Regions from separate parts of the Mus musculus genome. Here regions 1 and 2 are each linked to region 3. Evidence: chromatin contacts called from public Hi-C and HiChIP or PLAC-seq data. All regions are on one chromosome and are shown on one strand. The core of a region is the stretch at or near the end of the contact, and the rest is flanking DNA. Distances in the headings are between cores, read along the strand shown. Region 1 overlaps Zfyve9 (zinc finger, FYVE domain containing 9). Region 2 overlaps Txndc12 (thioredoxin domain containing 12 (endoplasmic reticulum)). Region 3 holds the start of Zfyve9 (zinc finger, FYVE domain containing 9).

What was found. Hi-C and Micro-C count contacts between places; a contact is called where the count stands out from the background. HiChIP or PLAC-seq counts read pairs in DNA pulled down with a chosen protein or histone mark.
Region 1: a Hi-C map of uterus shows a contact between it and region 3, with 2.8 times the contacts expected there. The contact joins the enhancer-like site here to the promoter of Zfyve9 in region 3. A contact is called at or near these places in 9 of 39 promoter capture datasets (the 3T3-L1 cell line, the C10 cell line, the HPC-7 cell line and 4 more), 16 of 484 Hi-C or Micro-C datasets (the N1E-115 cell line, bone marrow-derived macrophages, brown adipocytes and 11 more), 12 of 115 datasets of contacts at active chromatin or transcription factors (PVALB interneurons, a beta-TC-6 cell line, embryonic limb bud and 5 more) and 2 of 9 other capture datasets (adipose tissue and pancreatic islet).
Region 2: a contact with region 3 is called in an H3K4me3 HiChIP or PLAC-seq map of embryonic stem cells, with 39 read pairs. The contact joins the enhancer-like site here to the promoter of Zfyve9 in region 3. A contact is called at or near these places in 1 of 15 datasets of contacts at CTCF or cohesin (large pre-B cells), 23 of 484 Hi-C or Micro-C datasets (B cells, the Ba/F3 cell line, CD4 T cells and 14 more), 8 of 115 datasets of contacts at active chromatin or transcription factors (the SCID.adh cell line, bone marrow-derived macrophages, embryonic stem cells and 3 more) and 3 of 9 other capture datasets (adipose tissue, liver and pancreatic islet).

The regions. Positions count from the first base shown.
Region 1 is chr4:108,668,557-108,673,057 of GRCm38.p6, forward strand. All of the region lies in intron 13 of Zfyve9 (zinc finger, FYVE domain containing 9), which reads right to left. Among named protein-coding and RNA genes, the nearest start is that of Cc2d1b, 51 kb to the left of the region's middle. Within about 2 kb of position 1,670, at least 3 of the 459 cell types and tissues checked have an H3K27ac peak or open chromatin away from gene starts, as enhancers often do. A contact at or near this core is called in PVALB interneurons and uterus, where this site is marked.
Region 2 is chr4:108,852,866-108,857,408 of GRCm38.p6, forward strand. Txndc12 (thioredoxin domain containing 12 (endoplasmic reticulum)) reads left to right here. Exons shown (of 7, transcript NM_025334.3): 3 at 304-356; 4 at 3,283-3,356. Among named protein-coding and RNA genes, the nearest start is that of Kti12, 7.3 kb to the left of the region's middle. Within about 2 kb of position 2,031, at least 7 of the 459 cell types and tissues checked have an H3K27ac peak or open chromatin away from gene starts, as enhancers often do. A contact at or near this core is called in embryonic stem cells, where this site is marked.
Region 3 is chr4:108,779,030-108,783,321 of GRCm38.p6, forward strand. It overlaps Zfyve9 (zinc finger, FYVE domain containing 9), which reads right to left and starts at 1,810. Exons shown (of 19, transcript NM_001384118.1): 1 at 1,424-1,810.

The DNA.
Region 1 (4,501 bases), core at 420-2,919, 110 kb before region 3:
AGTGGCCAGAAGCATTCCCTGGCAACCAAGCAGGTACATATATTTAAGACTCTCTAATGGATAAGTTGCAGGATATTTGATCACATTGTGATCCCTGGGATTGTGTTATTTGCAGGAAAAATCTGTTTTTAGCTGTGGTGTGGCCCAGCCTTAGCATACTCCTTTAATTGAAGAACTTTCTGCTTTAATATTATACACAATATTAAATAAAGCCAACTATAAGTCAAGAGGTAAGAGCAAGCAACCAGTTGAAGGGAAGTGAGCATGAGATTATTAAGAAAAAACACTCAGTAAGAGGGAGTCAGGAGGATGGACAGACACACAGAAGGTAGAAGTGGGACAGTCAGTTTGAAGGAGGTTTTTTGAGACAGTGAGAGTGGGGCATTCTTGATGAGACATTGCTGAGGAGGAAGGTCAGCTGGGTGCTTTCTCTGAGCTAGCAGGATTTCACCCCAACATCTGGCTCCTAGGTCTTCATTGGTAAAATCAAATGTTTGAGATTTTGTTAAAAAACAAAACAAAACAATATTTGGTGCTCCAACACATAACAGGACCACGACCACATGGTCAGAGAAATCATGCCAGCTGTGAACAAAATAAGAAGCTACCAGATTTGGTAAGTCATCTGGAAGTCCTCAAGGAGAGAGTTAAGTAATACTAAAAAGAAAATTCTCTCCTACCTTAAGTATGAAAAATATCATAATATAGGGTATTAGGACCCTGTATAGTGCTAATTACTAGAAGAAAATGAAAAGATAAATGACTTAATTGAAATTGACATAATACTGGTGATAATTACTATCAGTCTAGTAATTAATATTTATCCTTAATAGCCATGGTGGTTTTTGTGCCAAATATGAAAAATGGATAAGATACAAGCTTTAGAAAGACTTATAGATAAAAATAACAGAAATATTCAGACACAGACAGAGGAATTTAGACAAGAACTTATGGTACCACTGCATGATGACACTAAAAAGGGATGGCCCTGGGTTGTTAGAAAACCAACCTTAGTTTATCCAGATACTGTACAAGAACTACCAGCAGACAATAGGTACCCCTAAGGGTATGAAGAAACTAAATGGAATCCTATAGACATATTAGATTTGAGGAAATTTAAGGAAACGATTGTTTTGGATGGTGTGTATTCACCCTATTTGAAGCACTTAGTTCGTGGGCATCTCAGAATTATCCTTCAAGACTAGAAAGATTTGACAACAGCAATATTAGAGGGTTCTCTTGAGCTAGTGAGATGGCTCAGCAGTTAAGAGCACTGACTGCTCTTCCAGAGGTCCTGAGTTCAATCCCCAGCATCTATATGGTGGCTCACAACCATCTATAATGAGACCTGATGCCCTCTTCTGGTGTGTCTTAAGACACCTACAGTATACTCATATACATAAAATAAATAAATAAATCTTTACAAAAATATTAGAGGGTTCTCAGATCCAATGGTGAACATGGTGGAAAGAGGAAGCTAAGGGTCATAGAAGAGTGAATTAGGGCTAGAGGTATCAATATTTCCCAAGCTCAGTTGCTAGGTGAAGGTTAATATGCCGAGTTACAAAGGCAGCTTGAATTTGATGATCATACCTTGACACTGTGTTGTTTTAACAGCTTTAAATGCTTGGGACAAGGTTGAAAAATCAGGAAAGAGGTCTGAGTCATATACTAAAATTATACAAGGCCTAAAATAAGCCTTCACTTACTTTTTTTGCAAAGATTGACTTCATCTGTAAATAGAATAGTATCAGATTCAGAAGTCAGAAAAATACCAACTGAATCACTGGCTTTTGAAACTGCTAATTCAGAATGCAAAAGGGTGATTAGGTCTTTAAAGATGAGATTAACACCAATAGATAAATGGATTGGAAATACGGCTGGTATTGGATCTTATGTTTATGATGCTACTCTGATAGGAGAAAGTTTTAAGAAAAATCAAAACATCAGATGTTTTACTTGTGGTAAGCAAGGTCATCTGGGAAGGGACTGTAGGCAAGATGATCCTGGAAATACTGGTTTTGGTTTTTTTTTTCCTAGAGATAACCCAAAATGAAGGCCCTAACAGAAGATGTGGTAATTAAAGGCCGGTATTGGACTAATAAACACAGATCAACAAGGGACAGTCAAGGTAATCCTTTGCCATGGGAAACACCCTAGAGGGCCTCCGTCAGGTCCTGAAATCCAATTTGATTCAATCATTTCCTGTCAGCATTGGAGAACCGTATCTAGAGAGCAGCTAAAGTCAATGCCTGTTGTTAAAAACAACACTGTTCTGGATGAAATCAAGGACAAACTTCCGTAGATAAAACAAAAAATTCAGGAGAAACAAGAAAACAAATACTTTGGCAAACTGCTAAAAATGATCAGAGGCCAAATCCAAAAATACACATAAATGGCATTGAAATTTAAGGCTTAGTAGACACAGGTGCGAATGTAACAATAATTCCACCAAAATCTTCGCACCTTCAGGAGGTAAATAATCGGCTTCTAGAGACTGGAACTTTATTTCAGGTGAAACAAAGTCCAAGATGGGTTGAGTTTATAGGGCCAGAAGGACAAAGAGAAAAATTAAAGCCATATATGGCTAACAGAGTCATGAATTTATGGGAATGTGATTTGTTGTAGCAATGCAAAACACAGATAAACATTCCCCCAATCTCAGAAACAAACCATAAAATAACAAATGCTTCTGAGAAAAATATTAAACATACTCTTCAGGTCATATAACAGCAGCTGTAGAGACACTGGCTAGCAGAGCAAAACTTCTGAGTTAACTGGCCTGTGTGTTTTTAAAGATGTGCTGCCCTCCGAGTGTAAACTGGGCTATGTGTTAGGTTGAAAAAGAAATTTTGTCTTTGTTTCCACAGGAGGAGAAAAGCTGTGGATACATCAAGTGATAAAGAGTAGATCTGAACAGTAGAGACGTACTGAATAAGGAGAGTCCATAGTTTATCAGACAGCTTGGTCATTCAGTCCAAACTAACTCATAAAGACTAACAAATGCTTTTCATATGATCATGCAGGAAAAAATAAAAAATAGTATTTTTGAATAATTTAACAAAGGCACACTTGTCTTACTGGAATAAAATGTTTTTGGAAAGGATGTTTGCTGTTTAGTATTAAAAAACACAGTTAAGAGATTAAAATAGTGTTAAGTAAATTCAAAGGGTTACTATAGTTACAACTTGTTTTCTAAATCTTTAAGAGTTGGAACAATTTGGAGCTAAGATATAATATATGAGCAGGGCAGTGGTAGCCATGCCTTTAATCCTAGCAAAGACAGGCTGATCTCTATAAATTAGTTATTTTCCAAATTCTGGAGTTACAGAGAACAAGGCAGTGGTGGCACACACCTTTAATCCCACCACCCAGGGACAAAACTCAGATACAGTTCCTAATTGGTATGCTTGCATATTAGAGAAATCAAATACCATATTTATAGATTATTATAAAGACCCTCTAAATGGTTACTAGAAAGGGAGCTAGTTTCCAGTGGGGACAGGAACAAAGAGCAGCTTTTGTGACTGCCAGTAAGCTCATTTCTGTGCATACAACCCTGATCAATATTGAACCAGATTATATCCTAATTATGGGTATCAGATTTATTGGTGAACTGGCAACTGGAGACCCTTCATAAAGCAAAAAGGAGTCTTCCAACATTTGCCTGTTGGCTTCTATTACAAATACTTTCCATATATGAAGAATAATTATTCCTCTGCAGCCAGGAGAAGGCAGGGTAAAGTCCAATGTGGGGAGTCCACAGTGGATCCATCTTCTCTCTGGGTAGCCAAGAGCTGTTGGTATAGTACCTAGAGAGGGAGTCAGGAGCTGGGGTCCACAGGCCTCTGCATGACAGGTGGAGAGGGGAAGGGCAGAGCCCAATCTGACTGAGTGACTACGGAGAGCATGGAGAGGCTTGAGGGGAGAAGACCTTCCCCGGGAGTCTTGGCCGTGGCTCTATGGTGAAGACCTTCTCCCGAGCTGCAGTCCTTAATGAAGAGATGATCCCTGCTTGTTCATACTGGTTTATTTGATGGTGGGTAAGAATGCACTCATCTTTTTTGGGGTGAACCCGGGATTAAATACCTTTTGCAGGAAGGGAAGTTCATTTGGCTGAATACTCGGGCCTGTCTAGATACCTCATCAGCATGGAGAACGCCCGGTTTTTATGCTATGTGACTGATTGCCGTGGTCCTCTCAGTGGGGTGTCATGGTCATGTGTTCCAGAGCAGATAGAGACAGGTAGGAAATGGCTCGACCCCTGTCATTCTCACTTTTGAGATTCCTGGAGTGTGAGTGCATTCAGCCTGACCACTTATGCCTGTCTGGTAACAAGGTCTCACATGCTCTACAACTCTGAGAAAGAAACCTGGACATTTTATGAGGCATGGAAAAACCTTATATTCATTCCCTGCCTTATGTCCTAAGGGTGGCCCTTACAATGACGGACTGGATACTTCAAAGGCAGAGTCCTTTATGTTGACTGCTGTGCTCTACC
Region 2 (4,543 bases), core at 781-3,280, 74 kb after region 3:
CAACAGTTAAGAGCACCTACTGCTCTTCTGAAGGTCCTGAGTTCAAATCCCAGCAACCACATGGTGGCTCACAACCATCTGTAATGAGATCTGATGCCCTCTTCTAGTGTGTCTGAACACAGCTACAGTGTACTTAGATATAATAATAAATACGTCTTTAAAAAAATAATCTATGACTTAAGTAGTTGGATTGTTTTACAGTTTCTTTTGAAACCATACAAAAACCACATTTCTGCATTACCAATCATTTTGTTAGAGTACTTTTGAAGGATTTTACTATAATATACTTTCTTTGTTTTCAAGTGGCTTGCCGCTGATGGTGATCATCCATAAATCTTGGTGTGGAGCCTGCAAAGGTAAGTACGAGTGTTTCATCCCAAGGTCAGGCTTCAGATGTACCAGAAATGGCAAAGCACTGCTGAGTGCCTGGAGCACTTCCAAATGTCAGACAGAGCATCTTAGCAGAAGCTGGAATCCTTTACAGAGGGGCATAAATGGCTTAGGGAGGGAGGGAACCAATCAAAACCAGAGGATATTTTTGACTGTGGTGTGTATTCTTTCTGCCTGTTGTGATACCAGTCAGGTTTTATTTTTCACTGATAACTCGACAACTAGCAAAACCCTATTTCAAAAATGCAGCTGGGCATGGCAGCTCATGCCTGTAGTCCCAGCTCTCAGGAGGGTGAAGCAGAAGCATGGGCACAGGTGTGAGGCCACCCTTGACAACAGAGTGAGTGCCTGTCTCAGACATAAGTAAGGGGCTAGAGAGATGGCTCGGTGCTTAAGAGTACACACTAGCTCCTCCTAAGGAACACCTGACCTCTGAGCACTCACATTCATGTACATACCCCCCCACACACACACATGTACACATAATTAAATAAAATGAATAAGAGGAATGTGAATGCCAGACACTGCAGTGCATGCCTGTAATCTCAGCACTTGGTGAGGCAGGGGGATCAGAAGTTCAAGGCTAGCTTGGGTCCCACTGAGAGACTCTGTAGCTGATCTTTGCTACTTTGTGGGTTCTTTTTGCCACCCCTACACACACACACCAATTTTACCTCCTATTTACCTCCTATCATTAGGAAGGGAGGGAGGGGTGGAGGGAGGGAGGGAGGGAGGGAGGGAGAGAGAGAGAGAGAGAGAGAGAGAGAGAGAGAGAGAGAGAGAGATCCATCCATCCATCCCTGGGTCTAGTTTCTTTCCTTTTGTTTCTTCTTTAAGCACAACTACTAACAAACCACAACCAACCTCACCTCTCAGGGCCTTAGCATTTCTATACCTCTGAAATGTTTCCAGAATTTCGGAGTCACAAGATTGCAGAAAGCCATGCTCTGTTAGAACGCCAGGCAAATCATAGTCAGCTGCTGTGAAGCGGCCCATATCTCCACAACTGGGAGTAAGCACATGCTTGGGTTTTGTTTTGTTTTGTTTTCGAGACAGGGTTTCTCTGTGTAGCCCTGGCTGTCCTGGAACTCACTTTGTAGACCAGGCTGGCCTGGAACTCAGAAATCTGCCTGACTCTCCCTCCCAAGTGCTGGGATTAAAGGCATGCTCCACCATGCCCGGCGTGGTTCCTTTTTCAATGGAAATTACTGAAACATAACTATAAAAGGCAAACAGTGGAGGGCAGTGGGATGGCTTATTGGGTAAAGACATTTGCTACAGAAGTCTGGCCTGAGTGTGGTTCCTGAAGCCCATGGGAAGGTAAAAGAGCACAGACTCCACACTTGTCTTCTGATCTCCATGTGTGCTGTGGCACATGCAGTCACACACACTACAGTTGTATTTTATTTTTTATAGTGTTTGGAGGTCGGAGGACAACTTGTGAGAGTCTATTCTTCTGTGGTGAAGGTTACAGGGATTGAACCGGGGTCATTAGGAGAGGCAGTGGACAAGACACCCTTATCTACTCTCTTCAGCCCACGAATAGTTTGTCTTCATTTCTTTCGAGACAGGGTCTCACTAGCCCTGGCTATGTCAGAACTCACTGTGTAGACCAGGCTGGCCTTGACCGAAATCCTCCTGTTGTCTCCTCAACTAAAGGCTTGTACTACCACACCCACCCTCATTGTCCCTATTTCTTAAGTTTGATGCACATTGCAGTCACATAACAAAGTAAGTGCCAGAAGCAGGATGAGAATCTAGGTTCCCAGGCCTGGTTTTATGGTTGTATTTTTTAAATAAAAAGCTCTTGTCCTACTTGCCAGGCAGTGGTGCACACGCCTTTAATCCCAGCACTTGGGAGGCAGAGGCATGTGGATTTCTGAGTTCGAGGACACCCAGGGCTACACAGAGAGACCCTGTCTCTAAAAAAAAAAAAACCACTCTTGTCCTTATTTCATATTGGTTTTTTTTTTGTTTGTTTGTTTTGCTTTTGAGACAAGGTCTTATTATGTAGTCCCAGCTGGCCTCACAGAAATCCACCTGTCTCTGAGTATGGAGCTCTGGAAATAAAGGTGTGCCACACCACACCCTGTGCCTGTTTTTTGTTTTTTGTTTTTTTTTTTTAATTGAGATAGGTCACAGGTTGGTCTTACACTCAAGTAAGTTCAAGTTACCCTTCTGCTTCAGTCTCCCCAGAATCTGGTCTGCAACTGTGTGCCACCAGGCATTAATTGTTTTTGCTGTTTTAATCATATACGTTGAGGACATGTATATTTGTATTCTTGTGGAGGCCATAGATCAGCCTTGGATGTCTTTTTCCAATTAGTTTCCATCATGTTTTTCATTTCATTTTATTTATTCTTGTATGTGTTCTCATGTGTGTGCGGGTTGATGCTAGAGGACGCCTTCGTGGGTTCAGTTTTCTCCTCCTACCTTTTCATGGATTCTGGGTCCAAGTCAGATTGCCAGGCCTGCATGGCAGTTGCTTTCACCTGCTCAGCCATATTGCTGGTTCCTTCTCATTGGAACCTGAAGCTACCAGATTAGGCAAAGCTGGCTAGCAAGGCAGCCAGTCCCAGGGATCCACTTATTGCTGAGATTACATGCGTGTGCCACCATGCTGGGCTTTTTTGGTAAGTGCTAGGGATTGAGACTCAGCCGTCTTCCGGCCCTCAATTTTAGTTATTTAGACTTAACAATGGTTCCATTAGATGGGTTAATATATATGTGTGTGTGTGTGTGTGTGTGTGTGTGTGTGTGTGTGTGTACATATACATATATATATATGCTAATGTCTGACCCTTCAATAAAAGTTAGTGATATTTATGCTGACTAGTGTTTGGGTATGTTTCTGTCATTGCAAAAATCTTTTTTTTCTCTCTCTCTCCTTAGCTTTAAAACCCAAATTTGCAGAATCTACAGAAATTTCAGAACTGTCCCATAATTTTGTTATGGTAAATCTGGAGGTAAGACTTAAAGATGCCCCCCCCGGGGGGGGATGATTTTAAGGTATAGTTTTAGATTTATTATAAAGTGAAATGGGCAGAACGGGCTACTTGTATGTTGTTTTTCTCTTGAAAACAAGAGAATAATACTGAGGTTTACGGGAGAGACGTATTAGCCATCCAGCATTAGAGAGGAATGAGGAAGGGAGAATTTGAGTAAGTGACTAAAATTTGGAGTTTTTTCATCCTTAGCTTTTGATTATGATATGTTTTATATCTTCCTATAGCTGTTCTATAGATAGTCATATGTAGAGGCTACTACTTCCTGCAAATTGTGGTTCAGTTGAGCACCTACTGGATGGTTGGCCATGCGAGGCTTTTATGTGCAGCCTTCCTGATTCCTCGTGGAAGTATCTTTTATGTCCTTTATACAGGATCCAGCTCTTGTGATCCAGAATCTTAGAATATCAAGAGTTAGACTTGGAAGGGGTTTTTTGGGGTCATTGGTATTGTTCCCATTTTATAGAAAGGCCTGAGGTAGGTCAGGGGTGTGATTTTTGTTAACATGCTAAGAACCTAGTAAGTGAGCAAACATGACGCAGCTGTGCTCCCGTCCAGGCCGTGCTCTTCTGCACAGGTGTGGGATCATGTAGCACATGTAGCACATGTAGCACTGCACAGTGATGCTTCTAGACATGAGTCTCATTAAAGAGACTGTTTGCTTAAACACAGATCCAAGAACCTTCTGAACACATTAACAGACAACATTGAGGTATTAAACGTGTTTCCCTATATAACTAGTGTATCCCAGTGCTAATTAAAGCAATTTAAATAAATGACCCTATTTAATCCCTGAAATGAGAACCTCACCACAAGCTATAAAATTACTCTCTTTCCCATGAACATAATTTCATTACTTTCTGGGGTAAACTGGGACTCACATTCACAGAGAACAAGATGTTTCTAGTGAGTAACTCCAATGTAAGAAAGTGTAGCCACGGGCTGGAGTGTAGTCATGACTATGTGGTTAAAAGTTAAAAGTGTATGTTCCTGTGGAGGAGTCCAAGTTTGAGTCTCAGCACCCAAATGGTGGCTCAAAACCATCTATGATTCCAGTTCTAGGGGATCTGATGCCCTCCTCTGACGTCCAAGGGCATCTGGCACACATAGAGTGCACAGACATACATTGGGAGCACAATACTCATGTA
Region 3 (4,292 bases), core at 560-3,059:
ACACTAACACAATGGGTCCTCAAAATTCATCAACATGATGACCCCCTTAGACCTCAGGAGATTCCCACGCTCTGTAGGAAGGTTAAGTCAGGAGTCTTACAGGTAACTATGCATATTAACTGATGGCTCTAACTCTGATAATTAGTAACATATTTTATAAATTTTAAACAAATGTCTGGCTGTAAAGTGGACCAGTCAGGCATTCTTAATTTAATTCCAAAATATAATAATAATTTTATAAATCAGTACACTCTCACTGTAAACTTTGAATGACCATCAAAACATATGACATTACTAGTAATCTCTCTCCAGTTATTAAGTACATATTGAAAGCCAATATAGTACCTCTCTGCGTATCCAAATTTTCTACTATATATACATATTTTCATGCATTGACGTTCTAGATGTACATATAAGTCCTATATAGTAGAAAAATGAGAATAACCTGTAATCACATTTATCATAAACAAGAAGCACCCAATATCTGACGTGTAATGTCAAACTACAATCACTAACTTTTTTTTACATCCTTACCAGAACAAAACAAATCATTTTTCTTGTACAACTGAGTTTATATCCCATTTTCGGCATGTCCTTGCAATTAGGGTAATTAGTATGATTTAAAATCTTCTTGCCATCCGTTCTCTATTTGAGTAAAACATTTTTGTACCAAGGACTGGGGCATTAAAACATTTCCTGTCTCTCTAAAGGTGGAAAAGACATCTTCCTAAAAGATTTTTTTTTTCTTTTTTTAACTGTGAGTAGCTAGGAAACTTAGCATAGCAAAGATGGGATGGGGCTTTCTCCAAAGCAGACCTCGCTCAGAGACAAGATGTAACATAAGGAGGAAAGGATGAGCTAGCGGCAGGTGATGAAATTTCACCTCAAAAAAGGACGCAAAAGGCTGTGTCTCCAGCAAGGGAGGCGTGAATGCTACTCCTGGAGTACCAGGGGCTCCGAGTGCCCCGCACTCTCTGCACCTCAATACTCACCACTCCCCACCCAGGGGGTGGCTCCGCAGGACTCAGTACGCGGAGCAGGCAAGCCAAAGCTGTTTGCAAACAAGCGTCCTCTGCCTCCCTCCGGGATGTGCTCGAAGGGCCCTGGGAAGGAAGGCACGCTCGGCCCCGCCCGGGACAAACGCGAAGGGCACCGGTGCGGCCGCCAGCCCGATCTTCACGTACCCGGCCGCGCCGGAACCCAGGCCCGGCTAAGGGCTTCCCGGCGACTCGGGGCCTAGTCGCCCCCCGCACGCCTTCAATCTCCCGGGGACCCACGGAGAAAGGGCCGAGGCCCCAGAGCTCCGGGGTGCCCGCGGCGGCCGCACTGGCAGGACGCTCCGTCCGCCCGGCCCAATAGCTGGCGCCAGGACCCCTGGGCGGCGCAAGCAGACGAGCCCCGAACCGCAGCGCGCCACACTCACCGCCTCTCCATGGCCCGGGGGTCGTCACTCAGCCGAGAGCCTCGTCCTCAGCGGGGCTCCGCCGCGAAGCCTCGCACTCCTGAGGGGGCTGCGGTCTCAGCGGCCGGGACTGAGGCCCAGCGCCCCTCCAGCCGCCTCAGCCACGCGGGTCCGGGAAAGCGCGGCCGAGCGCGGCCGAGCGCGGCCGGGGGCGCAGCTTACGGCGGGACAACCGAGGCGATGCAGGCAGACGGGCTCGGCGAAGCCTCGGGCGCCGCCGCGGTGGCCGCTTCAGCCGCCCGCGCCGCTGGGCCACAGCGCCCCCTGGACCCCACGTCCCGCTACGGCGCCGGGACTGCGGCGGCCGCACCGGGCACGAGCGGCAGGGAACGCGAGGCAGCGCGGCCTGGGGGTGGCGGGGCCCCGTGCGCCCTGCGCCGCCCGCGGCCCGTGGCCCGCCCCTGACGCGGCTTCCCGGGAGCCGGAAGCTGTCGGCTCCCCCCACACCCCACCCCCGTCAGACCCCAGCACCTTTTTCTTCCCTCCAAGAAGGTATGTGAATGCTTTCGTCACTCGTCTCCGAGAGCGGGAATGTGAGGGAATCTCGGTTCATTTCTCGTGGAGACAGGGGGTCCCTTTTAATTCCCTCAGTGCGTCAGTATGAAAGGAGCGTGACCCAGAACAAATCCCTTTTTTCTTTTCCTAAGCACATGCACAATCCCTTCCCAAAGCAGATAAAGGAATCATCTTTGACCTCAACTTTTTTGGAGCTACTGTGCAGATTCACTACAGAAATGTGCTATAGAATTCCTTAAACCCTATCCTTACCTACAAAGTAGGGGGGAGAAAACAAAAAACAAACAAACAAAACAAAACAAAATTTAAAAAACGCTGACAAAGAGAAGAGAATAACCAACGGGTTGTCCTGAAACCGATAAACAACTTAAAGGTAAGAAAAGACTCATCCTTTTACTAACTTAACCCTGGCCACCACCTCTACCACTTCTGGGTCACCCACCCCTTATCAAATCCTAGATAAAAACTCTGAAAGAAGGAAATTGTTGTGGTTATATTAAAGGCTATGCAGTCATTTTGTTTACAAATGCCTCCTGTTTGATCTTGCCCAGCCTCTAGGATGCTAACATAACGTCACAACTAAAGACTGTCAGAAGGGAAATAGGAAAAAGAAAAAAAAAATTTTAAATCCCCTGGTCCCTCAAATTCCCAAATACTGTGTTTGTTTGGTTGGTTGGTTGGTTGGTTTTGTTTCTGGGAGCTATACTGGAACAAGCAAGGACTTTGGTGTCAGGCAGATCCTGATGCCACTGGTTCCAGTTACATCATGTAGAGTTTTATGACCCTGGCAAGTTATGTAATATTTTTGAACCTCTGTTTTCTCCTGCCTGCCTAGCTGGTTGTGAAGGTTGGGGATGGAAGGACGGGCCTATAGTTCCAATTTTTGTTAATTCCAGAACACCCTAACACTTACTTAGTCATTCTTAATCTGGAGATTGTGCCCATCTGTGTGTGTTTATCCCACCACACTCCCCAACCCCGCTCGTGTGTGTCTGTGTGTGTGTGTGTGTGTGTGTGTGTGCGTGTGCGCGTGTGTGTGTGTGTGTGTGTGTGTGTGTGTGTGTGTGTGTTCCTATCAAAAGGTCATTCTCATCATCCTGGTCTAAGTGAAATTTCCCTGAATTTCACTCGTGCATTTATGTAACATCCTCCTCTGAAGAGGAGAACCTAGTACACTGGATCCTTTGACATTCTACAGCACAGCAGATATCAAAATAGAACCAGCACATTTTTCCTGCATGAAAATATTATAAAATATTATAAGCAATCTTGCCTTACCTTAGATTATGGGATAATAGTAACAAGACATGGGGAAATTACATAAGGAGTCCAGGAGCTGTTCAAGTAATAATTGAGCAGCCACCCAGAGAAAAATATAACCTAGCAGTTCTTTTCTCATCAATGAAAGCTGTTCCTGTACAGTCCCAAGTCTGCCTTTGCCACTTATCTCTGAGTCACATTACACACACACACACACACACACACACACACACACACACACACAATCACTATCCCCTTTTTGTAACGACAGAAACCAGCTCGGAGGAAATGGTGATTCATCCTCACAGCATCTCTAAGAACTCAGTACTTCGGCACCACCACCAAGGGGCATCCAACCGAGAGAAAAGCCGCAAGGAGTCCCTATAACCTAGGGTCTCCTGTCTGATAGCAGTCTTTTCTACAGTAACAAGAGAACACTGTTAGAGTGAGTTGCTATTGATACCATTTGTGCTTTAGCATGGGCCCTTTAATTTCCATCAGTTTGGCTCCCTGACATGACATTGGCACTGTCCTTTCCAATCCAAGCTCACTGCCACTGCAGAAAACCTACATTTGTTTGTGAATAATCAGGACGTCTAGGGTGTAGCTACAGCATGAAGATGATTCATTTGTTCCCAGGACCAGTTTCTTCTTGCCTCACACGTTCTTCCCTTCTATTCAAACTCTTGCTGAGGGAAGCTGCTTGATAGTAACTTGCTTAAAATCGTTCTGTCATATGCTGGCCAGATGGCTCAGTGGGTAAAGGGCCACACCTAGTGATCTGAGTTTTATCTCTGGAACCCCAAGATAGAAGGAGAGAACCAACTACCCAGGAGGCATGCATGCACCCACAGTAGGTCTCCTTTTGTCTGCTCCCATTTCATCCAAGACTGTTTCCCCTCCTGCTTCCTCATCTTACTCTCAGCTCCTGACCTATCTCTCACCTGCCTCCTTTCTTCTGCCTAAGATCTCTTTCTGTTTCAAACCACTTCAACTCGAAGTCAGTTGTCTTGATTCTGCCACTTTCTGTTTGCATTGATTTCCACCACTCTCC